2 separate regions of the Rattus norvegicus genome follow, and region 2 is linked to region 1. The links are chromatin contacts, called in public Hi-C maps. All regions are on one chromosome and are shown on one strand. The core of a region is the stretch at or near the end of the contact, and the rest is flanking DNA. Distances in the headings are between cores, read along the strand shown. Region 1 overlaps P2rx4 (purinergic receptor P2X 4). Region 2 has its middle 11 kb from the start of P2rx7.

Region 1 (7,794 bases), core at 3,287-5,786:
CACCTCCACATTGCTGTTCATCACCAAAGGAAGTCAGGACCGGAACTCAAGCAGGTCAGGAAGCAGAAGCTGATGCAGAGGCCATGGAGGGACGCTGCTTACTGACTTGCTCCCGCTGGCTTGCCCAGCTTGCTCTCTTATAGAACCCAAGACAACCAGCCCAGGGACGGCATCACCCACAATGGGCTGGGGCCTCCCTCCTTGATCACTAACTGAGAAAATGCCTTACAGCTGGGTCTCATGGAGGCATTTCCTCAACGGAGACTCCTTTCTCCGTGATAACTCCAGCTTGTGTCAAGTTGACACGCAAAACCAGCCAGCACGCAGCCCTTTTAATAAAGCACTTAAACCCTTCCAAGGTGGCTCAGTCCCTTCCAAGAGGCTCCCTCTCCTCATCTTCTCACACTAGAGATCCAGTTTCTAAGATGCGAATTTGGGGGGGGGGCATAGTCTAACCGTACCAGCATCCCTAAAATGTCCCGTTCCATTTGATCTGTGTTCACGTGGAACCTAAAAAAAGAAACATCCCTCTGTGTGTGTGTGTGTGTCTGTCTGTCTGTCTGTCTGTGCACGTGTCATGGTTGCCTGTGAAGGAGAGAGGCAGAGGTCAGATCCCCTTAGAGGTGGAGTTACAGTCAGTTGTGACACCTCTGATGTGTGTGCAGGAAATCAAACTCAGGTCCTCTGTAAGGACAGCAGGGGCTCTTAACCACAGAGCCATCTCCCGCCATGATGTGACTCTTACAACAGCCCAGCAGTGGTGATGCACGCTTTTAATCCCAGCACTTAGAGGCAGAGGCAGGCATGAGCTCAGAGCCAGCCTCGTCTACAGCTTGAGTTCCAAGATGGCCAAAGCTACACAGAGAAAACCTTTCCCCAAAAAAACAAAACAAAACAAAAAAGCCACACAAACCAGAGTTTTGTTAAAAACCATTTCATAAGCCTTACCTCCCCTAACCTCAGCACATTTTTTAAAAAGATTTATTCATTTATTATATATAAGTACACTGTAGCTGTCTTCAGATACACCAGAAGAGGGCATCGGATCTCATTATAGATGGTTGTGAGCCACCATGTGGTTGCTGGGAATTGAACTCAGGACCTCTGGAAGAGCAGCTGGTGCTCTTAACCACTGAGCCACCTCTCCAGCCCCCACCTCAGCACATTTAAAAACAAAACTTCTTGCCAGAAGCAGTCTGAGCTCTCCTGAGTATGGCAGGCTAGCCCACCGTAGAATTTACCGCAGAGGCTGTCACAATCAAATACCGACAGCAGGAGGTGCTCCAAGGCGAAGAGCCTCTTTAGAGATGGTGGAGGGTGCAGTGCGGGATGTTGAGTGCCCTGTGGGCCAGGGCAGGACAGAGGTGGCATGTAGGTACAGCCAGACAGCCAAGGCAAACTTTGAAAGGTAAAAGAAGACCTACATCCTGCTGTTGTGAGGGACAAGTTCTTCTGGTCACTCATTTATCTCAGGCAGTGACCAAAGCAGTGGTTAGGGACTCTAGCTGCTCCTAGAAGTGGCCCTCACTGCAAGACCATGCATATACACCACTTCCTACCAGGCAGATACACACAAAGACCTCCCACCCCAGCCTGACCACTTCTTTGGTGACTCCATTTGTACATTGACAACTTTCATAACAGAAGGAGGATCCGGCTCACACGCCGAGAGACAACAGACAAGAATCTTTAAAAAATTATTTCTTTTAATGTTTGGTCCTAGGTCATTTCAACACAGCCCTTATAAAAGGAAAAGCTAACCCTGCCTTTGCTACAAGGACAACTTCTCTGATTATAGGGAAGAGGAATGGTGTCCCAGGCCTGCTGACAGCACCTGAGAGAGCCTCCTTCCTTAGAAATAAAGTGCGTGGACAGAGCCTGGGCCTGTCCGTAAGCCACAGCAGTGTCTCTGCTCTCAGACCCTTCCTACCTCCATACGCTCACACTGTATAAGCCACAGGTGGCCCAGCCAACAGCACACCAGACATCCACCGTGCGTCGTGTGCAAACGACCCCCCTCCCACACACAGTGAGATTAAAAGGGTGTATAGGGTGGAAGAACGTCTTGCGTCTGAGGCCAGCCTTAGATGTATACAAAGGAAAGGTAAAATGTAAAAAATGCCAAAACTCCCATGGGAAATGGGCATTGCAGTGAACATGTATGATCCCAGCATTCCTAGAGGCAGAAGCAGGAGGATCTTGTATCTGAAGCCCATCTGAGCAGCAGAGCAAGAACCGGGCTCAACAAGACGTGCTTGGGCAACCCTGAGTATTTGTGGAGTGGAGAACTGAGCTGAAACTCTGGAGCTTTCTCTAGAGTGACAGACGCAGTAGCCATCTCTCCCCATCTTTCTGCTTCGCGGGCTGAGCGGGGTGGAAATGTAACTTTAGGCGTCACTGGTTCATCTCCCCCGAAAGACCCTGCGAAGAGGAGAGAACCAGTAACTACCCAGCCTGTGTTGCCACCATGTGCCCAGCCACCGACGGATGGCGGACAGCAGCTTGGTGCTTTTCCTGAGGGCTTGTGGAAGGATCTGGAACAACAGAGAGGTCTCGAGTTGGTTCTGGAGGGTCTCACAGTAGGGTACAAACCCCTCGTTCCGCAAGAGGAGCGTGTGCACGGTGTGGATGGAGATGCTGGCCTGCTGCCCACTATCCCAGTCAAGGTGTGACTGCGGTAAGTGCAAGGTGAAAGACAGCTGGGTTTTAGAGAGGGAGCCCAGCTGAAGAAAGGAAATACATGCTAGCACAGGTGTAGCTGGGGTGATCAGCTGGCCGGTGCCAGCCTTTGTAGGGGGGGGCCTTCGCTTGGTGGTCTCCATGGGGACAAGAGACAAAGGCAAGGTGTCGCACTTTGCGCCCATCCCGGGTACAGGAGCCTACCTGCTCGTAGTCTTCCACATACTTATATTTCTTGTCCCGGTAGTAGTATTTCTTCTTCATGCAGTAGAGGACTATGACGTCACAGAGCACCGTCGCCTGGTTTAGCACAGAACGAACCAGGGTTTTTGTTTTAGCCGTCGCTTTCTTTTTTTTTTTTTTTTTTTTTTTTTCTGGAGCTGGGGACCGAACCCAGGACCTTGCGCTTGCTAGGCAAGCGCTCTACCACTGAGCTAAATCCCCAACCCCTAGCCGTCGCTTTCTAAGACCCCCTTCCTTGAAGGTCTAATCGACCAGGGAGGAAAGGCATCTCCATTTCTCTGGATCAGACTAGACTCTGACCGAGGGGCTTGGTCTCAGAGGTGGGGTTTCTAGGGAATCTTCCTCCTCGCCCCTAGAGGCATCCGGTGTAGTCAAGTCTAAGGTTTAGGGGACGGACAGTGCTCACTAAGCGGGAAAGGCCCAGACGGGGAAACAACTCTAGCCACTCACCACCCCGAGGAGCGCCAAGCCAGAGCCAACATTGATCATGGTAGGGATGATGTCAAACTTCCCAGCCTGCGCAAGACAGGAGGAGACGGGGGTGATGATGGAAAGGAGGACGGTGGGAGGCTTGCTCTCCAAGCGGGGCTCAAAGGAGGGCCCACCTTTCCAAACACGATGATGTCAAAGCGGATGCCGTACGCCTTGGTGAGTGTGCGCTGCTCTTTGCCGGCCAGGTCCCTGTAGTACTTGGCAAACCTGGAGGCAGAGACGGGAGGGGATGGGGAGACCGTTAGACCCAGGTCCCCGGGCACAACTGGTCTTGGCTAATGGGCTGCTCTGGTGGCTTCACAGACACCAAGCACCGCGGGCCAGCCTCCCGGTTAATGTGAGGCATGTGGCAGGAGGGACCAGGAGCCCTCTTGGAGGAGCAGAGTGACTCCCCTTCCATTAGCATCCTCCCCCAGGATGGGAAGCCTCTTGATCTGAATGGCTTTTCTGAATCCTGCGTACTAACAGGGAACTCTTCAGCCAGTGGGGATCTGCAGGACTGCATTGAAGGATGGGGACCGAGCCAGCCCGGTCGCTTGCCTCAGCCTGGAAGCTTGGCTCCAGGTGGGATACGCCATGCCTCAGGGCTCCTCTCTGGCTACCATCTGCTGGGTGGGTTGAGATACACAACTGAGCTGACATAACAGCTACACAACCCACCCTCCAAGCTACAGAGTGCAAGCCAGGGAAGTCTGTAACCCCAGCAGTCCAGGAACTAAAAGGTCAATCTGTCTTAAATAGGCAACTACTCGGTTTTAGATCCTCATTAGCTCCGGAAGAAAGCTCGCCCCAACTGCTGTTCTGCCAGGCCCCAGCCTTAGTGAGCATTCTCCAGAACCTCAGGCCTGAAGCCTGGGGTTTATGTGGTCCACAACTTCTATGTTATGGTCCAGGCTGGGGACCCTCAGGGGAGACTGGTGCGGGCAGAGGCGAGGGGCTGGGAGTCCTGTGGGATCTGTCAACTTCTCAGCTCTAGGATTCCAACCCAAGCTGGAGGTCTCCACAGTGGTCCCTAAGAGCCCTGCAGGAACAGGGATGGGACAATACAAACCTGACCCCCGGAGAGGGTTCGAATAGCTAGCTGCCCTAGTCTTCTCACTACCGCACGCAATGTTGATACCACAAGCTACCACTAGGGGGAGTCAAGGGCAACTTTTAAAACCCGACCTAGCAAATGCTCCTTAACTCTACACAGGATTTGACTGCTTTTAGAAAATGGCAAAGGGGCTTCTCAGGCCTCTCTTCACCTTCCCAGGGTCTCCTGGATTTAATAGTGTCCCTTCTCAAGTTCATCTCCACCTACGGCCCGCAAAGGTGACCTTATTTTGCAGATGTAGTGAAGTCGTGCTAGATTAAGGTTGACCCTAAATCTCATGTACAAGAAGAGAGACTAGGCCAGGTACACCTTCAACCCAGCACTCAGGAGGCTAAGGCAGTCCTATTTCTGGAGTTTGAACCAGCCTGGTCTACACAGCAAGTTCCTGGCCATCCATAAAAAGGACAGAGAAGGCAGATGTGGGAGTGCATACCTCTGGGGTGATGGTGGGGGTTCGGGATTTCAAGGTGATCCTTAGCTACACAGAGGGGGACATAAGGGGGAAGAAAGCCACATGACCACAGAGGCAGTGACACATGCATAAGCCAAGGGCTGCTAATAGCTGCCAAACACTTGAGGAAGGAAGGGTCTGGCCATAGAGTTTACAGCAATGCAGACTACAGGCTTCAGGTTTCAGAACTCTCAGAGAATAAAATTCTGTTCTTTCAGGCCATTCCGCGTTGTCTGTTCTTAGGTCCCAGGGAGACGGATAGGGCAGCATTCTCAGACGGCAGATTTGAATGCAGCTCTCACGGTGCAGCCCAGGCTCGACCCACATTTGTTCGTCCTCCCACCATGTGGGTGTACCTGAAATTGTAGCCAGGAGACACATTGTGTTCCAGGTCCCGGGTGTCCAGGCGCCGGAAGGAATATCTGGGCAGGCAAAGGGAGGCGGCTCTATCCAGGTTGCAGTCCCACTTGATCTGGATACCCATGATGCCTCCCTGTGGGGGAAAGCAGGAGAGAAAAGCTAGGCTTTCAAGAACTCAGGCCCATGCTGGGGCCAAGAAGATACGAGAAGCCATGTTGGCCACCTACCTCAACTGCCATCTCCTGGAAGCTATGTCCCGCGTCCTCCACGATTGTGCCAAGACGGAATATGGGGCAGAAGGGATCCGTTTGAGCATTGTAAATGCACGATTTGAGGTAGGACGTGGTGATGTTGGGGAGGATGTTCCTCCTGAAGTCAGGGAGGAAGCAGAGAGTCTGAGTGAGGACAACCTCAGGGGGAGAGCGAGCCTGAAGTTCTATCGAGAGGCTTGAGAACGCACGTGCCCGGCCCCCACTTACTTGCTGAAGTTAAACTTGGGGTACCAGATGTTGTTCTTTACCAAGAGGGTGAAGTTTTCTGCAGCCTTTAAGAAAGCCGGCCTGGAAGAGAACTGTAATGGTTATTATATACGCGTGCACGGCTGTGCAACCCTTCCCTTCCCGACAGTTCAGTGCCACTCTGGCACGGAGAATGGGAGCGTCTGGCATTTTCTATTCTCTTTTGTGTCACACTAGGTCACCAGGCCTTCCTCTGAAGGGGCAGAACTTCCTGTCCAAAGTGTTCAATGGACAGGGTGCTGGCTGTGACCACCGTGACTCCCCCAGCAGCTGCTGGCCTGTTTGCCTTTGAAGGTGTTCATGGGTTACGGATGCTTGCTAGATCTGGTTTTATAAGTCAAAACACAGAGGAGTTCACCAGCAGGGACATTCTTGCTGACAAGGAAACTGTGCTGCCAGAAAGCTCGAAAAGGTGCCACCTCAGCCTGCGGCTGACAATACAAGGTGAGTCTGTTCCCAAAGCGACTCGTTTTGTAAGAACCCAGAAGGGTCGGTCTGACCCCCTCTGTGGAGGAGGCCTCATCTGAGGCAGATGAGACCTTTGAAGTTATAAATGTAGCTGCTCATTTCAGCCACGCATCAGCAGCAAAGCCACCAACGGCCACTTGACGAGGGGAGCTGAGCGGGACACTTCTGATGCTAAGTGAGGGCCTGGAGCTGGTTCAAACTTGAAGTCCCCATTCCTTATCCAGAGGGAGGAGTCACGACAGGGTTTTTCCATTTATGTCATTTTCTGTATCGTCCCCCTAATACTGGTGTACCCTATAGGCAGCTCTTTTCTTTTTCACAATGAAGTGAAATTCAACTAAAAAGCATTAGCCATTTAAAAATGAGCCCCTTCAGTCCGTTATGGCTGATATCTGCTCTGCCAGCACTGGGAAGAGTGAGCCAGGAGGGTCACCTATTCGGAGGAAGTTCTTAGGTGAACCTGATTCTTTTTAAAGGCAAAGTAATATTCCATTGTATGGGCATACCACAGTTCGTATGCATCCATAAAAATTGGGCTGCTCTCAATTAACTCCCAGAGAAGTGATGTTAAAACTTGTAGTTAATAGGATTGTCTGTGCAGGGTGTGTGGTCTGGATCTGATTCTTAGTAAGATACACAAATCAGGAGGTGATAACCAAGATATCCCAAGTCAGGGTTTCCTCCTTGACTCAAAGGAAGGGACTGAATAAGAAGGAATGGAGACATCTCCTTTAAGTGTCTCTGTGTGCATGCAGGTTTTATGTCTGCATGCATACCTGGAGGTATCTTCCTCAGAAACACAGTCCATCGCTGAGACAAGGTCTCTTATTGGCCTGGAGCTCACCAGTCAGACTAGGCTAGCTGGCCAGTGAACCCCAAGCACACCTCTACAGCAGGAGGCTCAGAAGCCTGTGCCACAGGCACCACCTTTTCGTGTGAATTCTCAGACCTGAAACAGTGCTGTCTGGTCTAAATACATTATCAAACACAACTTTAGCCATGTGATTTCTTCTCTTTCCAGTGTTTAGATTTTTGGAGACAGGGTTTCACTGTGTAGTCCTGGCTGTCCTGGAACTCTGTAGACCAGGCTGGCCCCAAACTCATAGAGATCCCATCTGCCCTTGATGCCTGAGTGCTGGAGTTAACGGCGTGCGCCATCACCACCCAGTGTGATTTCTTATTTCTTTGGATGGAGTCTCCATAGATCACCCAGACTGGTCTTGGACTTGCCACCCCGCTGCCTAAGCTTCCTGAGTGCTGGAATCCCTGGCACGCACCACCATGGCTGTTTCTACACCACACTTCAAGTTTTCTGGAGGCCACATTTACACAAAAAAATTAACCCTGTGTTCATGCATAGAGATCAGACGACCAGTGCAAGCTGGTTCTCTCCTTCAACCATGTGCGTTCTAGGGCTAGAACTCGGCTCAGCTGCAAGTGGCCTTTTCTGCTGAGCCACCTTACTGGCCTGGCGGACCAGGTTATAT
Region 2 (7,794 bases), core at 1,800-4,299, 97 kb after region 1:
CCCCACCCCAGGAAGCAAGGCTGAAGTTGATTTGATTCCAGCACGGTATTCCAGAGGCGAAGACAAAATGATGTCATTCTGGATGGATGAAATTTCAAGGTGGGAGAGAAGGGAAGGTATGAAAGGAAAGAGGCAAGGAGAAGGCAAAAGAGGGAGAGGATGAATGTGGGGAACCACCAGCTTCACCTCTTCCCAGAATACCCTCAACAAAGACTTGTTCCCAAGCAAGCCTGACCTAAGTGCAGCTTCATGGTGTCTGTTCATAGCATTAAAACCCTAGCTAAGACAGCTCCCATTAAAACCTTTCTTCTCACTGACCGTCTTACCGACTCAAGCCGAACCCTTGGTGCTTACACTACTCTCCTCTCTGGCGTTTTGCTTACCCACTCCCACTAACACTCTCCCACTTAGCGTTTTCATGCCCTGCCCTTAGATCTGCATGCCCCGCCCTTCATATCTGCATGCCCCGCCCCACCTTCCCTTAAGGCTCCACCTACCACTCAGCGGCTGCTCTGATTAAGAGCAAGCTGAATATTGGTACTTGTTCCCCTGAAATGCACATTTTAATCGCAAATGTCCCTGGGGCTGCTATTCACAAAGAAAGAGCTCTGATTGCCTAATTTCTCATTAAGGGAATTGTGAGATTTCTAAGAATAAGCACCACTCCTGAAGTCCAATGAACTGCAGCTATTAATGTGACAATGATGGTGTTGATGATGATGATGATGATGATGGGGGTGATAGTGATGATGGTGTTGGGGGCGATGACGATGGTGATGAGCTATAAGTTCTTGGAAAACAAGGATAATGGCCAGTCCATACCAAGGTTCAGAAACCCAATATTTAAATGTTTAACTGTTGCAAAGACTAATATTTTTTTCTGCCGTTCATGCCCGTGGTGGTTTGAATAAGAATGGCCCCTATAGGCTCATATTTGAATGCTTAGTCACAGAAGAGTAGAACTCTTCGAAAGTCTCCCATTCTCCACCCTCTCTTTGGATCAGGATGTAGCTCTCAGCTGCTCCTCCAGCACCACATTTGCCTGCTGCCGTGCTCTCCACCATGACGATAATGGCCTCTGAAACCATAATCATTAGTGCTTTCTTTTATAAGCGTTGACTTGGTCACGGTATCTCATCACAGCAAGACAACACTGACTGACTGTGCCTTGCTTCCCTTTCCAGCCTCAACCTGACATCAGTAGACTCTTGTGTCGTCAGACTATTGGCTGGCTAGAGGCTAGTCATGACTTCTCTATGAAGAATATGAATAAGGGGGGCGGCGGGTGGAGAGATGGCTTAATATTTAAGTGCACCGGCTCCGTCTTTGAGTCACTGTGTGTGGCGCTGCTCTAGGCCAGTTCTTTTTTTGCAAGGATGTGTTTGAGTGACCGTTCTTCAATTCTTTGGGGGTAAAAATCTAAGAGCAGGATTCTTCCATCACACTCTCACCAGCACACGGCATGTGTTCTAAAGACCTTCTTTCTACCATTGCTTCATCATGGTTTGCCCAAAACATACTTTAGTTTAAACCATGGTTTTTCCTTTTATCTTTTCTTTTCTTTTCTTTTCTTTATTTCTGAGACAACACCTCCCTTTGTAGACAGACTGGAGGGTTCTGGAACTTTCTTTGTAGACCAGGCTGGGATTTTCTTCGGTTAAAAAAAAAAAAAAAAAGCTTATGTCTATTCGAGTGAGAGCATGTGGTATTTGCCTGTGTGCCATAGCGTGTATGTTGAGGTCAGAGAATAATTTGTGGGTGCCATTTCTCTGCTCCCACTATATGAGACCCAGGAAGTGAGCTGGCTGCTGTGTGCCATTTCTCACTGAGCTGTCTCAGCGAGCTCTTACGTAATATTACCAGTACCAGTCACCATGATGGTTTGCCTCTTTTGTATTTTGGTGGTAGAATCTTTACTCTGGAGCTGAACTCAAGAGAGTTCAAGTCTGGCATCTGTGTTTATTGACTGTTGGACCCCAGACAAGTGTCTTGACCTCTCTGAGCTTTGGTTTCCCAGCCTACCTTACAAAAGATCCAAGATAGGTGAGCACCTTTAGGCCCAGGGGCAGCTACTGTGGTTTATGTAAAATGACAAGAATTCCAGTCAGTCTGAGGCATGTCTTAGCTTCTTTGTCCTAACCAAAGCAACCCAAGAGGGAATGGGTTTATTCTGGATCACAATTTGAAGGCGGGTCCATGATGGCAGAGAAAGTCAAGGCAATGGGAGCTTGTGGTACCAGGTCACATCACATCCACACTCCGAAAGCAGGGAGATAAAGATGGATGTGTGCGGGGGCTGGGGAGATGGCTCAGTGGTTAGGAGCACCGACTGCTCTTCCAGAGGTCCTGAGTTCAATTCCCAGCAACCACATGGTGGCTCACAACCATCTGTAATGGGATCTGATGCCCTCTTCTAGTGTGTCTGAAGACAGCTACAGTGTACTCATATACATTAATAAATAATATTTAATACATTAAATAATAATATTTAACTAATACTGGGCACCAGGAGGAGGAGGAAGAGGAAGAGGAGGAGGAAGACGGAAAGGAGGGTGGGGGAGGGATGTGCTCAGGCCTGGGAATAGGTGCCATCCGAAATGGGAAAGTGTGAGCCAAGTTAGATAACCCCACCCCACCTCACCCTCGTGGATATGCGTGAATGTATGTATCTGTTGCAGGTGGTTCTAATTTATATCAATTTGACAATTAACACCAGCCATCACAGGTAGCACAGAAGATATAAAGACAGACAGAGACAGTGGTAGAGCGCTTACCTAGGAAGCGCAAGGCCCTGGGTTCGGTCCCCAGCTCCGAAAAAAAAGAACCAAAAAAAAAAAAAAAAAGACAGACAGAGACAGAGAGACAGAGAGATCGATCCCAGACTGTTTGGAAAACCCTGAGAGCCCGAGCAGAATACAATATATAGGTTTCTTCTCTCTCTTGTTACGCAGTTAGTCCCCAATTCAACATTCGGTTTGCTCAGTCCAAGGATAGATAGATAACTCTGTGCCCTTGACTGGCCTGTTGTCCAGAGGCCATGGGCATGGCCAGCAGGGGGCAGCAATGCACTAACATTCAGTATGGCGTCTGCGCTGCTTTTGTCTAACCCTGGAGGGGAAATCTGGTGAAATAACGCAGTATGTCTCTATTTCCAGATAAGGTTATTTTACCCTCAATGCGCACTGGAACAAGGTCTTCCCACTGGATCGAGATGAAAAGGTTGAGTCTCCAAAGCCTAAGAAACGTAACAAGGCTCTGTCTAAACCATAGACTCATAGGCTCACAAGCGTCCCAAATTGAGACCTGTTGGGAGGCATGACTGCCGTGTGTCTGCGCTGCAGAACATTGATGACCTTTTACCCGTTTGATGTCTCACAAAGCTCTTTCTGGGCCGCGACACGAGAGAATTTGCATCTGAATTCCCAGTTTATAGCGAGGGGCGGGGGTCCCTTAGACTCGCCTGCTTTGGGTCTTGACTTAATCTCAGAGGCTAAAAGCGGATTCTCAGGATCAGATCGGAAGCGGAATAACAATGCAGTCTAGACGGTCTGCAGCAAGTTGGTTTATTTTAATTTTATGGGTGTGTGCACCTGTGCGTGTGCACTGTGCTGGGAATTGAAGTCCGGTCCTCTTCAAGAGCAGCAAATGCTTTTAACCACTCTCCAGCCTGTTCGTTTTTAGTTATGTGCATATGTGCCAGTTTGTGTCCCGTTGTGCATGTGTGAGTGCAAGTTCCCCTGAGAGGCCAGAAGACGGTGTGGGATCCCCTGGAGCTGGTGTTATAGGTGGTTGTCACACACACACACACACACACACACACACACACACACACACACACACAGAGTATAGGTAGATACTGGGAACTGCGCTCAGGTCTTCTCTAAGAGTAGCAAGCGCTATTATCCGCTGAGTGCTGGTCCCTTGTACATTGTTTTGATGCGGTAATACAAGACGATTTCTAGCCAGGTATCAGTCCTGTCTTCAGCTACCTATGCGGGCTGCTTCTCTGTCTCAGCGAGCCTGCACCAGCGGTTAACGATTCCTTCTAGAACTGGAATCCCTTTTGATCAACCACAGTCCTCAGAACTATCAGTGGAACTCGGCACCAGATGCTGCTACCCACCACCCTCTGCTGCCCACTCCCTGTTGCTGATGGCTGTTTGGCCAGTTTTGCATGTGCCATGTCTTCAACAGACGCCTGGTTTGTAGACGATGATGTAATAGAAAAGCTCAACTTAAATTAGCTTCAACATAAGGAACCTGTAACTTGGATTTAACAAGCAGATGGCCAGGTGGTGCGAGCAGCCATTCACCCACTTCCAAGGGTCTGGAACACATTTGCTCTCCGAGACATTTCATTGGCTAGAAGCGTGTCACATGACCCTGCCTAAACCAATTACAAGCCGGGACAATGAGATTGCCAGAAAGACTTAGACCAGGTCTAAGTCAACCAAGACTTGGTTTTGTGGGAAGGCAATTAGTAGTGTCTTGGTGATCCCTGGTGCTGTTACTCTAGTTTACAGGGAGCAACAACCCGTTCTGATACTATGGTCCCTGCCTTCAGAAGGGAGGGACTACGAGAGAACCAAGTCCCGGTCTTGGTCGTCTCCCATTACCGGTGCCTGGGCTGTTTATACCAGGCTTTAACTTCCTTTACGCTGTGGCCGCTTGTCTCTTATGGTGGAAAATTTTGGCAAGGAAGGAAAAACCACAGAACTGATTGCTCACGACCCTACCATTCAGAGATGGCTGCTGTGCTACTGACAGTCCCCGCTCCCTAACCCACCCACCCCTGCCCCCAACCTCAACCGTTTTCTAGAGATTGAGGTTTAGGCGCCTTTCTTCTGGTCTTCCCATTCAGCTCCAGCGCTGTATTATGTGGTTCAAATTCTCTGTGTACCAGTTTCAAGGAGACCCAGGGAGGTTGAATCCAGGAGGCTCAACATGGATGCAAAAGTCCATTTGAAAGAAGAAAAAGCATTTAAGGGTGACCTTCCCCAAAAAGAGGGCTTGCCTCAGGAGCACTGTAAGTAGCAAACATTTTTCTGTTTTAATAAGAGAACAGCTCATCCAGCATTCAGTCCCTTTCCTGATAACATCAGTCAACCGTCCTTGAGAGGAGTTATTGTTAATCCTTTGTCCATTCCTCTAGTTCTGGCCTGTTCCCCGATTTCTGGTGATAGGCTCCCAGAAGGTGGCCACATGACTACATCAGGCCAATCAGGACCAAGGAGGTTCAATTTTGTTTGTTCAGACGGTCTGCAAGCGGCAGTCCTGTTGGATTTGAAGCTAAACAGGATTTGAGAGCTGTCAATTATCTTGCCATTATGAATATATTGGTTGCTTATCTATAGGGCCAAGGGGATGGAGATGTGTCTCAGGAGCTCAGGCGCTCAGGAGCTCAGGAGCTCAGGAGCGCAAGGCCCTGCCTCATTAGGGTTAAGGTAAGGGTAAGGGTTAGGGTTAGGGTTAGGCTTAGGGTTAGGGTTAGGGTTAGGGTTAGGGTTAGGGTTAGGGTTTGGTTAGGGTTGGGTTGGGTTAGGGTTAGGGTTAGGGTTCTGGGTTGTTCCCTTGCACAGAATCAACCCAGTGTGGTGTGGATGCCTGTAATGGCTTCACTTGGAAAGTACACACAGGGATATCAGAAGTTCAAAGTTGGGGCTGGAGAGATGGCTCAGTGGTTTAGTGCACTGATGCTCTTCCAGAGGTTCTGAGTTCAATTCCCAGCAACCACATGATGCCTCACAATCATCTAAATGGGATCTGATGTCCTCTTCTGGTGTGTCTGAAGACAGTGTACTGATATAAATAAAATAAATCTTTTTTTAAAAAAAGTTCAAAGTTGTACTCAGCTACGCAGCAAATCAAATTGTCATTTATTCTATGTGAGTTTGTGTTTTTGAGATAGGGTTTGTTGGTGTAGCTCATATGGTATTGAACTCATGGTCCTCTTGCTTCAGCCTGGTGACTACCGGGAATTCAAGCGTATAACCCATCACTACTCTGTTGCCTATCTTTGCATACACAAGTTTTAGTTAATTTCTTTCCTGTGGGATGTCAGAGCAGCTCAGCGGATAGGAGTGCTTGCTACACAAGCCTGTAAGACCTGAGAGAGTTCCGTCTCCCAAAACTCACAGTGGAAAGACAGAGCCAGCTTCTAAAGGATAGCCCCTGGCCACACATGTATGTTTAGCATGTGTGCTCCTGCACTCAAACACATCAGACACACAATAATTATAAGCGAACTAAACACTTCTGTCTTGTGCAGCAAAAGCTCGAATCCATTTTGTTGCTAAAAGTAAAGGGTAGGGGGGAGTATCAGGACTAAGTCAGAAGGGGCTGGCTGTTCCGCGGGCCAACCAGCTGTGCGAGCACCAGTTCTGCTCCTCCCTCCAGGTTCAATGCTGGGAATTAGGGGAAATAACCCATACCTTTGGGGGGAGGGGTGGAAGGAGTGACTGACTCTTTGTAGCTGACAGCGCCTCATGGATGTGATGAGAAATATAAATGTAAAAAAAAAAATTCTTCTGAAATGTCAGGGATAATTTTAGAGATCCCAGAAGGGCGGCAAATCGGAAAGTAAACACAAGCACTGCAGGAGCTAACAGGCCACGGGAAGAAGTGAGGTGACCGTAGGGATAAGAAAGCTCCCCAACTTCCTATTGGTTCCTTTTTGATCTCCTTCCCTTACAGTGAATGTAACCACTGGGCCATGCTTTGTGACTGCTAACTCCTGTCTCCTCCTGGGATTCTGATTCTGAGAGCGCTGTCACCTCCAAGTTCTTGCTAAAGCCACCCTTTCACTCTCCTGGGGACCAACCTGTGCAGCCCTTCTGCTGCCAGAACTGTGATTCCTGGTACCTGTGTACCCCTAGCAGGAGGCCAAATGCCTTTGGTAAACTGATGGCAGGCAGAGGCTCCACCCACCCTCTCCTTGCCCCGCCTACTATCCCTTCCTTCTTGGTTTCAGGTGTTTGAACACTCTTAGTCCCTAAGCTGGAACTGCCATTTTAGAAGGCTGTAGAAAATCTAGGCGGTGGGGCGTGGCTTGAGGAAGTGCGTCACTGGAGGCGGGGCCTTGAGATTTGATAGGAAGATCCTTCTTCCTATCCAATCTCTTCCTGTTTGCAGGTGCAGTGTCACCAGTTGCCTCACCAAAATAAACTCTTCCTCCCTTAAGTTACTTCTTGTCACGTACTTTGGTCATGGCGACAAGAAAAGAAAGAATATGAACTTCTGACCCTTCACAGCTCCCTTCCGGGTTCGTTCCTTCCTTGCTTCTTAGAGGATCCAAATGGCCAGAGCCCCTCTCTTCGAGGAGTTGAGCTCAGGGAGGGTTTCAGTCATCCAAACTCATGACCGTCCGTTCCTCAAGAGACAGAGTTCTACTCTGTAGTGATTAGGATCACAGGTTTAGGATCAGGGTATGAAGGCTACTCGCGATCACGTGACCCTTAGGAGCCTCTTCGCTCACTCTGCACCTCCTCTTCCCCAGCTCCTCAATCAGTGATTCTCAGCCGGGGACAGGGCTTGGCATCTCCTGTCCCCAAGACATTTGCCGTCAGATGGAGATAACTCTTCGTCATGATGGGTCCAAAAAGAAGCGTGGAGGAGAGGTCCGAGATAACCGCTGAACATCCAACAGTAACGAAAGAGCCCTCCGCAACAGGCAAGCCAGCCTCAATGTCTACCATGGCCAGGTTGAAACGCCCTGTGTTAAACGGAGATATTCCTGGGGGGTACTGGAAGAGCTGTCTTCAGAACCGACGGATTGTCATTCTGCCTCCTTTCAAC

Evidence for each region. Hi-C and Micro-C count contacts between places; a contact is called where the count stands out from the background.
Region 2: a contact with region 1 is called in a Hi-C map of the Rat2 cell line, with 8 times the contacts expected there. The contact joins two enhancer-like sites. A contact is called at or near these places in 11 of 12 Hi-C or Micro-C datasets (the A7r5 cell line, the Rat2 cell line, Schwann cells and 6 more).

What each region holds. Positions count from the first base shown.
Region 1 is chr12:39,503,750-39,511,543 of GRCr8, forward strand. It overlaps P2rx4 (purinergic receptor P2X 4), which reads right to left. Exons shown (of 12, transcript NM_031594.2): 6 at 5,801-5,881; 7 at 5,549-5,690; 8 at 5,318-5,454; 9 at 3,528-3,621; 10 at 3,373-3,438; 11 at 2,884-2,979; 12 at 1,689-2,421. The coding sequence ends at 2,395. It also overlaps a transcript of Camkk2 not described here. Among named protein-coding and RNA genes, the nearest start is that of P2rx4, 15 kb to the right of the region's middle. Within about 2 kb of position 4,537, at least 6 of the 93 cell types and tissues checked have an H3K27ac peak or open chromatin away from gene starts, as enhancers often do.
Region 2 is chr12:39,602,267-39,610,060 of GRCr8, forward strand. No RefSeq gene overlaps it. Among named protein-coding and RNA genes, the nearest start is that of P2rx7, 11 kb to the left of the region's middle. Within about 2 kb of position 3,050, at least 15 of the 93 cell types and tissues checked have an H3K27ac peak or open chromatin away from gene starts, as enhancers often do.